2 separate regions of the Drosophila melanogaster genome follow, and region 1 is linked to region 2. A link is a contact called in public Hi-C data. All regions are on one chromosome and are shown on one strand. The core of a region is the stretch at or near the end of the contact, and the rest is flanking DNA. Distances in the headings are between cores, read along the strand shown.

The links. A called contact is a pair of places that touch in the nucleus more often than the background predicts.
Region 1: a contact with region 2 is called in a Hi-C map of the Kc167 cell line, with 1.7 times the contacts expected there. The contact joins the promoter of Lamtor5 here to the promoter of CG14811 in region 2. A contact is called at or near these places in 48 of 107 Hi-C or Micro-C datasets (the Clone 8 cell line, the Kc167 cell line, the ML-DmBG3-c2 cell line and 17 more).

What each region holds. Positions count from the first base shown.
Region 1 is chrX:1,857,379-1,860,467 of dm6, forward strand. It overlaps Lamtor5 (Late endosomal/lysosomal adaptor, MAPK and MTOR activator 5), which reads right to left and starts at 1,593. Exons shown (of 4, transcript NM_001272215.2): 1 at 1,490-1,593; 2 at 1,358-1,419; 3 at 1,183-1,300; 4 at 511-1,028. The coding sequence starts at 1,524. The coding sequence ends at 941. deltaCOP (Coat Protein (coatomer) delta) reads right to left here. Exons shown (of 8, transcript NM_143755.4): 5 at 3,049-3,089; 6 at 2,679-2,992; 7 at 2,493-2,604; 8 at 1,763-2,435. The coding sequence ends at 2,141.
Region 2 is chrX:1,820,750-1,824,134 of dm6, forward strand. CG14811 reads right to left here and starts at 1,632. Exons shown (of 2, transcript NM_130586.2): 1 at 1,487-1,632; 2 at 720-1,422. The coding sequence starts at 1,528. The coding sequence ends at 751. All of the region lies in intron 2 of prage (prage,), which reads left to right.

The DNA.
Region 1 (3,089 bases), core at 343-2,842, 37 kb after region 2:
AAACAGAGTGGGTTTACCTAGCAGATGTGCTTGCATATCCGAGGCGCAAAACCAACCAAACAAGCTCCACATCGCGGCGGTGCCACAAGGATCATGGAACCAGGGATCGCAGATCTGCAGTAGTTTAAGGCGCCACACCTCTCTTGCCAGGAAGGATACCTTCCAATTAGAGCGAACGCCTTCTAAAGCGAATTCCAATCAGCAAGGACTTCGCATGTAAACGAACTAATATGGCGATTAGCTATTTGAAACAATCTCTTCCATTGAGTGTGTATTGTGGATAGCATGGCTCGTGGGCTCCGGAATGCGCTGCAATTTGTCTGCTGGCACTACTGATACCGCTGCATTGTTACCGCCTTGTTGCATGCATCATGCCATGCCCACGTCCACGTCCACGTTTGTGTACAACTTCTTACATGACGTGGGCGCCGGCATTTCCTCGATGCGGTGCACCCAACCCGAAATGCAAACCCGGAAAATGTGCAAGATACTGCTGCACGAAGCACACCAGGCCGTTATGATTCAGTAATTACGTTTGAAAATCGAGTAAATGGCCAAGTTCAAAAGCTCTTAGCTGGCTTGCTTCATCGCTATAAATTTAATTGGTGTACATTGTGTTTACTTTCTGGGGCTTAATCGTACAAAGTCTTTATGTACATGTTGATGACGCTAGACTGGTTAAGACAAACAAGATCAAGTAACAGCAGTGCTTAATGCGTAATCCGTAATGCTTATGCTATGCGAGTCGTACAAAACAATGCTTATGGTAATGGCTATCGGTTAGAATGAGCGACAAATGTAACAGGCGCTACCATCGGGCGAATCGAGCGAAGCGGGCGCGACTTGGAAGATATAAGTATCTGTATCTGGCTTTGTATCCGTATCCGTATTTTGACTTGCGTATTTGGCCTGAGAGTTGCGATTGAGGCCCCAACTTTCGTTAGTTGCTGGGGGCGGTCGCCGATGTACCCGTCGGCTGCTTGAAGATAACGCCTGTGATCTCGCCGTCCTTCTGGATGACACAGCGTCTGCGGGGAAAGAAACGGGTGTCAATTAATACGCAGCAGAAATATAATTCATAAATAGTTTAAGGTACATTCTTTAAACTATTCCGACTATTCCAAGAGTAGTCCGTATCTAGTCCACCTAGATACAGCCCCTCATATCCCTCCTCCCACTTACTTGTTTCCGCTGTAAAGGCAAATCGTTGCAGGAGCCGTGGCATTCAGCTCCAGTTTGGCCACCTGCTCGGAAATGGCCATTCCGATGCCGGACACGTTCGGATCAATGTCTCCTTTGGCTGCAAAAATGTATTGTGGCATTACGGCACGGCCACTGACTAATCATCGATACTCACTGCCCAAACACAATCCCTGGCGATTGGCCAGCAGAGCTCCCACTGTGTCCTGCCGTGCGGCGCTGAAAATACGTTATGGATTTGTGGTTTATTTGGAGTACTATCTGGAATCGACGGATCGAGTGTGCCTACATTTCCGCTAGGACTTTCTCCAGTTGCTGCTCCATGGACGACGTCGTTATTTCCGCAGTGAAAAAACAAAGCAAGAACAGAACCAAAACAATGACCAGTGTGACCGCTCGCCGAGAAGACGGCAATACCAATAAGCCGGGCGTTAAGAATCCATGCACAGTGGGTACTACTTGCAAAAAAAAGTGACTCAAATTTAATATTTAGTTTTTAGTTTAAAAAAAAGGGATAACCTTCGCTTATAGTTAAGAATCCAGAAACAATCCACTTTGGTGTATATTGTATATGGTTTATTCATAGCAATCTACATACAAATTACTCAAATCGAAGGGGTGCGACGAAGCACACAAAACAAAACACTGCAATCGCCAGTTACAACTAATTGCAATTAATTTATTTGATACCGTTATATGCAGCGCAGCGGAGTGCACAAAATTAGTTTAATTAATTGGCTTTGATGGTGTTTTTTTTTTTTTTTTTGGAATCAATTACTCGCTCTGAGAAGCTGTCTGCGCCATAAATATGTAAAGTTCGCACATGGAAAAATAATTCTCAACATGCTGCAGCAGTTGAATTAATTGCATCGCATCGGATGACCCCGGGAAATTATGTATATTTATGTACTACTTAGGTGGGCGTGGCCAGCGGCGCGGCCTACACGATCTCGTACTTTTCCACGAACAGAATGGACTCGCTTGAATACTTGACCGCCGCCTCGCTGTCCACCTGCACCACATCCTGGGCCACGACGCCCGCATACGGCGTTTTCGAGACGAAGGACACCTGCAAGGGGAAGAAGTCACCGGGAATGGAGGCACTGCAGCTGAACTCCATAGAACCGGACTTGTTGGCGGCATCGATTATTGGAATGTGCCACTGGAGCACATGCTTGCGTGAATCGTAGTTGTAGGTGCCGTCGTACTCCGCCACCGAAGGCTGCACATTCATTCTAAGGGTGAAATGGAATAAGTAATCGCCTGCACATCTACGCCATTACTACACTTACGGCAAGGGAATGACAATGGCCACGTCCTGCAGCTCTAGCTGCTGCGCCTCCAGTTCATACTCAATGTTAACATCGCATCCACCCTCTCCATTATCCGATGGCCAGCAGTTAACTGGGAAAAAGGGAGAAACACAAGCACGTGGCTGAGCGAGAGGGAAGAAGTTGTTTGGGTTTGGATGAACTTACTGGTCAGCGGGACTGCCGACTCGTCCTGCGAGACGAAGCGCCACTTGAGCACACCCACATCGGTGTTAAGGGGAAACGGCTTGCCCAAGTTCTTTAGTCCGATGGTAGTGCGCGACTTGAACAGCTCCTTGTCCACGTTGGGGTGGGTCTGCAACTGCAGGCCCTGTGTGTGGTTGGGAGACAGCTTCAGCAAAATGCGTCCGTAGGCCTCGTCCGTAATGCGCAACGTCAGGAGGCCCGAGTTCTCGAACTGCTGCACGCCACCATCGCGTCCCAGACGCACTACTAGCTTGTCCTCAATCTTCAGATGTACGCTGAAAATAGATGTTATGCATTTAATAACTAACTATACAATCGAGCTGAAACCCACCTCTCTTTGTGAATGTCCGACGCGATAGCTGCCTTGGCCGC
Region 2 (3,385 bases), core at 382-2,881:
TCGAAAATTTTCATTTTCTTAAAAATTTCTATTGATTTGCCAAAAAACTTTTTGCTACGCCCACTATAACGCCCTAAAGCTGCCAAATCGGTCACGCCCACACTTTGGAACAATTTTCAAATTTTTCCTGATTTTATTACCCAATATCTATCCCAGAAAAATGATTAAATTTCGCAATCGCATTCACACTAGCTAAGTAACGGGCTTTCTTGTTTTGAATTGGCTTTCTTAAAAATAGAAATTCAAAATGTAACAACAAGGCAAACCTTGCCTTCATTCATACAAAAGTCTTAACTAATTGAATAGCTATAGACCAATGTGGGGGTAATATCAATTCTGAAAGCTTTGGTGAAATCCTCAGCGCGTGTTCAACCAGTGAAGGCAACCTCTGCGGGCTTTAATGCCTCAATTGTTTTATTCATGGTATAGTCTTAACTAAGCTAAGCACAGAAAACTAGTTTAAACAACGTAAGCTTTAAATGCCCATCAAGAATGGAGCAAACCGTGAAGCGTGGTACAGAACCCTGTAAAAGCTACACCATACTTTCGTGCCACACTATGAAGCGCTAAAATTGCGTTGATTTGAAATTTCTGCAATCGAAGCAAGCGAGCAGTGAAACCCTTATTAAAAATGACATGACAATTGCGACATAAGTTGCCCCACTGCGTCAATGAATCCCTAAGCCCGATCCCGACCAAGTTATAATAGTCGTTGCGCCCAGTTAGGTAGATTTATTAGTCACAGCATTTCTAGAAGGTTAAGGCGAACTTCTTGGGCTGCTTCGGGATTGCGCCTTTCGAGGTCGATGTAGCTGGCTTGGTGGAGCCGCTGTTCTCATTTAGATCCTTCACTTCATCCTCCTCCTTCTCCTCCTCCATCAGCACGGGCATAGCAAAATTGGACCCAATTGGGAGGTTAATCGAGTTGCGGCGGACAAGCGAGTAGCGGCGTTTGGGAGCTGGCTTCGGTTGATCATCCGGGAACTCGTTGGTGATAGAAATACGACGAGGCGGTTGCATCGACCGCGAGGTGGGGTTACAAGCTTGGGAGAAATGACCCTTCAACCAGAGGCTCTTGATTTCGGCATAGGTCTGGTAGTGGCCCACCGCAGTTGGCTGGGGCAGATGGGGATAGTAATGCAGGTTGCTGGCAAAAAACTGCTCATTCGAGGTGGAAGCCACAGGCTGTTTTGGTTTTAAGGACACGCTGGCCAATTGACGGGTTAGGTCCTCTTCGGCGCGAGCGGTGCGGTCGAATCGCGAAAAGAACACAGTCTTCTTTTGCACCGCATTGGTCGGTCCGTCTGCGACACGTTCGGTGCGGATGAAACGTGAATAGGTCACAGTCTTCTTTTTAGTCCCATTGGACTTGGCAAAACTTTGCTCGGAAGAACTCATCATCGTCGATTCGAATCTCTTGTTCTTGTTCAAGGGAATACAATTTTAAGCAAGACGCAACATACCAATATTACACTCTTGAACATACCCAAATGGATGCCTGTATATTCGTTTCCATTATTGGCTTCATTATGACTTGGCGCAGTCTTGATTATTTAAGTAACGAAAAACACAATTTGCCGATTATAGAGCTATATGGTATAGAACTAACTGGTCGTCGTCCTCAATCGTAATGACTTATCCTTTTGGCTCAGAAAAACAAGTTGACTATCACGTTGAAGTTTCTGGAGCAGAGTTCTTAACAGAAGTGGCCATCACTACTGGCTCCTCTGTTGTCGATAGGATGGCAACCCTAGCTGATAGATTATTAGAGATGTGCTTCTTATTGTTTCCTAGTCAGAAGATCAAGATTTTAAGATATTGAAGACAATGCATAGCAGAAGAATACAAATCTCGAATTAGTAATATCAGATCATTTCATATCGTTTATATTGTTTCGCTTTCCAAGGCTTTGCCACTTTGTACTGTAGTTCATCAGTGACTCTTCTCTATCAAATTGAACAAACGCCTTTGCAAGCGAAACGCGAACAGTTGAGTTCTCAAGCACTCAGTTCTGTCGTTTGGTTAATTCCCTCTGGATTAGCAAATCCCAAAATGTTGGTCAGTGCAGGATTTGTGGAACAGAGCATAAAGAAGTTTTGCAGTCTCGTATTGGTTAAACTAAAAAATCTGACACCAATCCCTTTATTTACATACATTGTTTGCATCTCTTGAGTATTTTTGCGTTTTATTATTATTGGTGTATTTATTTACATTTGTGATTTTGTATTAAAAATGGGGTAAATAACTATGATATTTGGCTTTTTTATATCAATACGGTAAAAATCAATTAAAACCCGAAATTGTTCGAACCACTCCTTTCGGGCGCCAAACAGTCAAGTTCTCAACTCTAAAGGCTACTACTAAAGCTCACTAGCCAAGATACACGGCCACTGTCCACTGTGATTAAACGGTATTGGCTGAACAGTGTCCCAAAATACTAGTTAGTTTGTAATATTCATCTATGCTGTTCAAACATAGAACTTGCATACTATATTGACAAAATGATTGCCCACCTAAAATAAACTAAAAATAAGTAAAGAGCGTTTCAGAACTCACTGGTCGTCGTTCTTACTCGAAATGACTTCTCTTTTTAGGTCAGCAAATAAGGGTACTATCACGTTAACGTTTCTGGTGCAGAGTTCTTACCAGAATTGCCATTTCAGTGACCAACACTACTGGCTCCTCTGGTATCGTCAGGATGGCAACCCTTCCTGATAGTGCCTTCACTTTATTGAGAAGTGCTCGTCATTGTGTTTAAAGACAATTTATAGCGGAAGAGTTTAATCTCGTATTAGTAATATCAGATCATTTCATATCGTTTATATAGTCTTCATTGATTCGCTTAATGAATTGTTGAGTTCTCGTGCACTCAGTTTAGGCATTGGGTTAATCCCCACAGGATTAGGAATCCCAAAAAGTTGGTCAGCAAATTTGTGTGCAGGATGCAGGATTTGTGGCATGGAACAAAAAGCTTCGCAGTCTCGTATTGGCCCAATTAAAAAGTATGACACATTGACACCAATGCTCTTGCTTACATACAATGTTTGCATCTCTTGGGTCTTTTTGCGTTTGGAAAATTATGGTCTACCTATAGTAAACAAACGGTTTATACCTTAACAAATTTCCCAATACACATTTTGTACAGTACAGTGGGTCTGGAGGAAGTAACACGCCAATAAAACCCAAGATGAGTGCAGGTAAAATTAGGCAGAAGACTTCCAGACACGCGTCAGCTTGTCTTGGATAAACGCTTGGATTGCCCTTAAGTCAGGTCGCCTTCGGGTCGTGCCTAACTACCTGATAACTACTGTCCGACCCGTTATCGGTCACAATGTGTTTTTAATCTCCTTTTAAAAGTCCTGCCTGAACCTGAGCCCTTATAAAG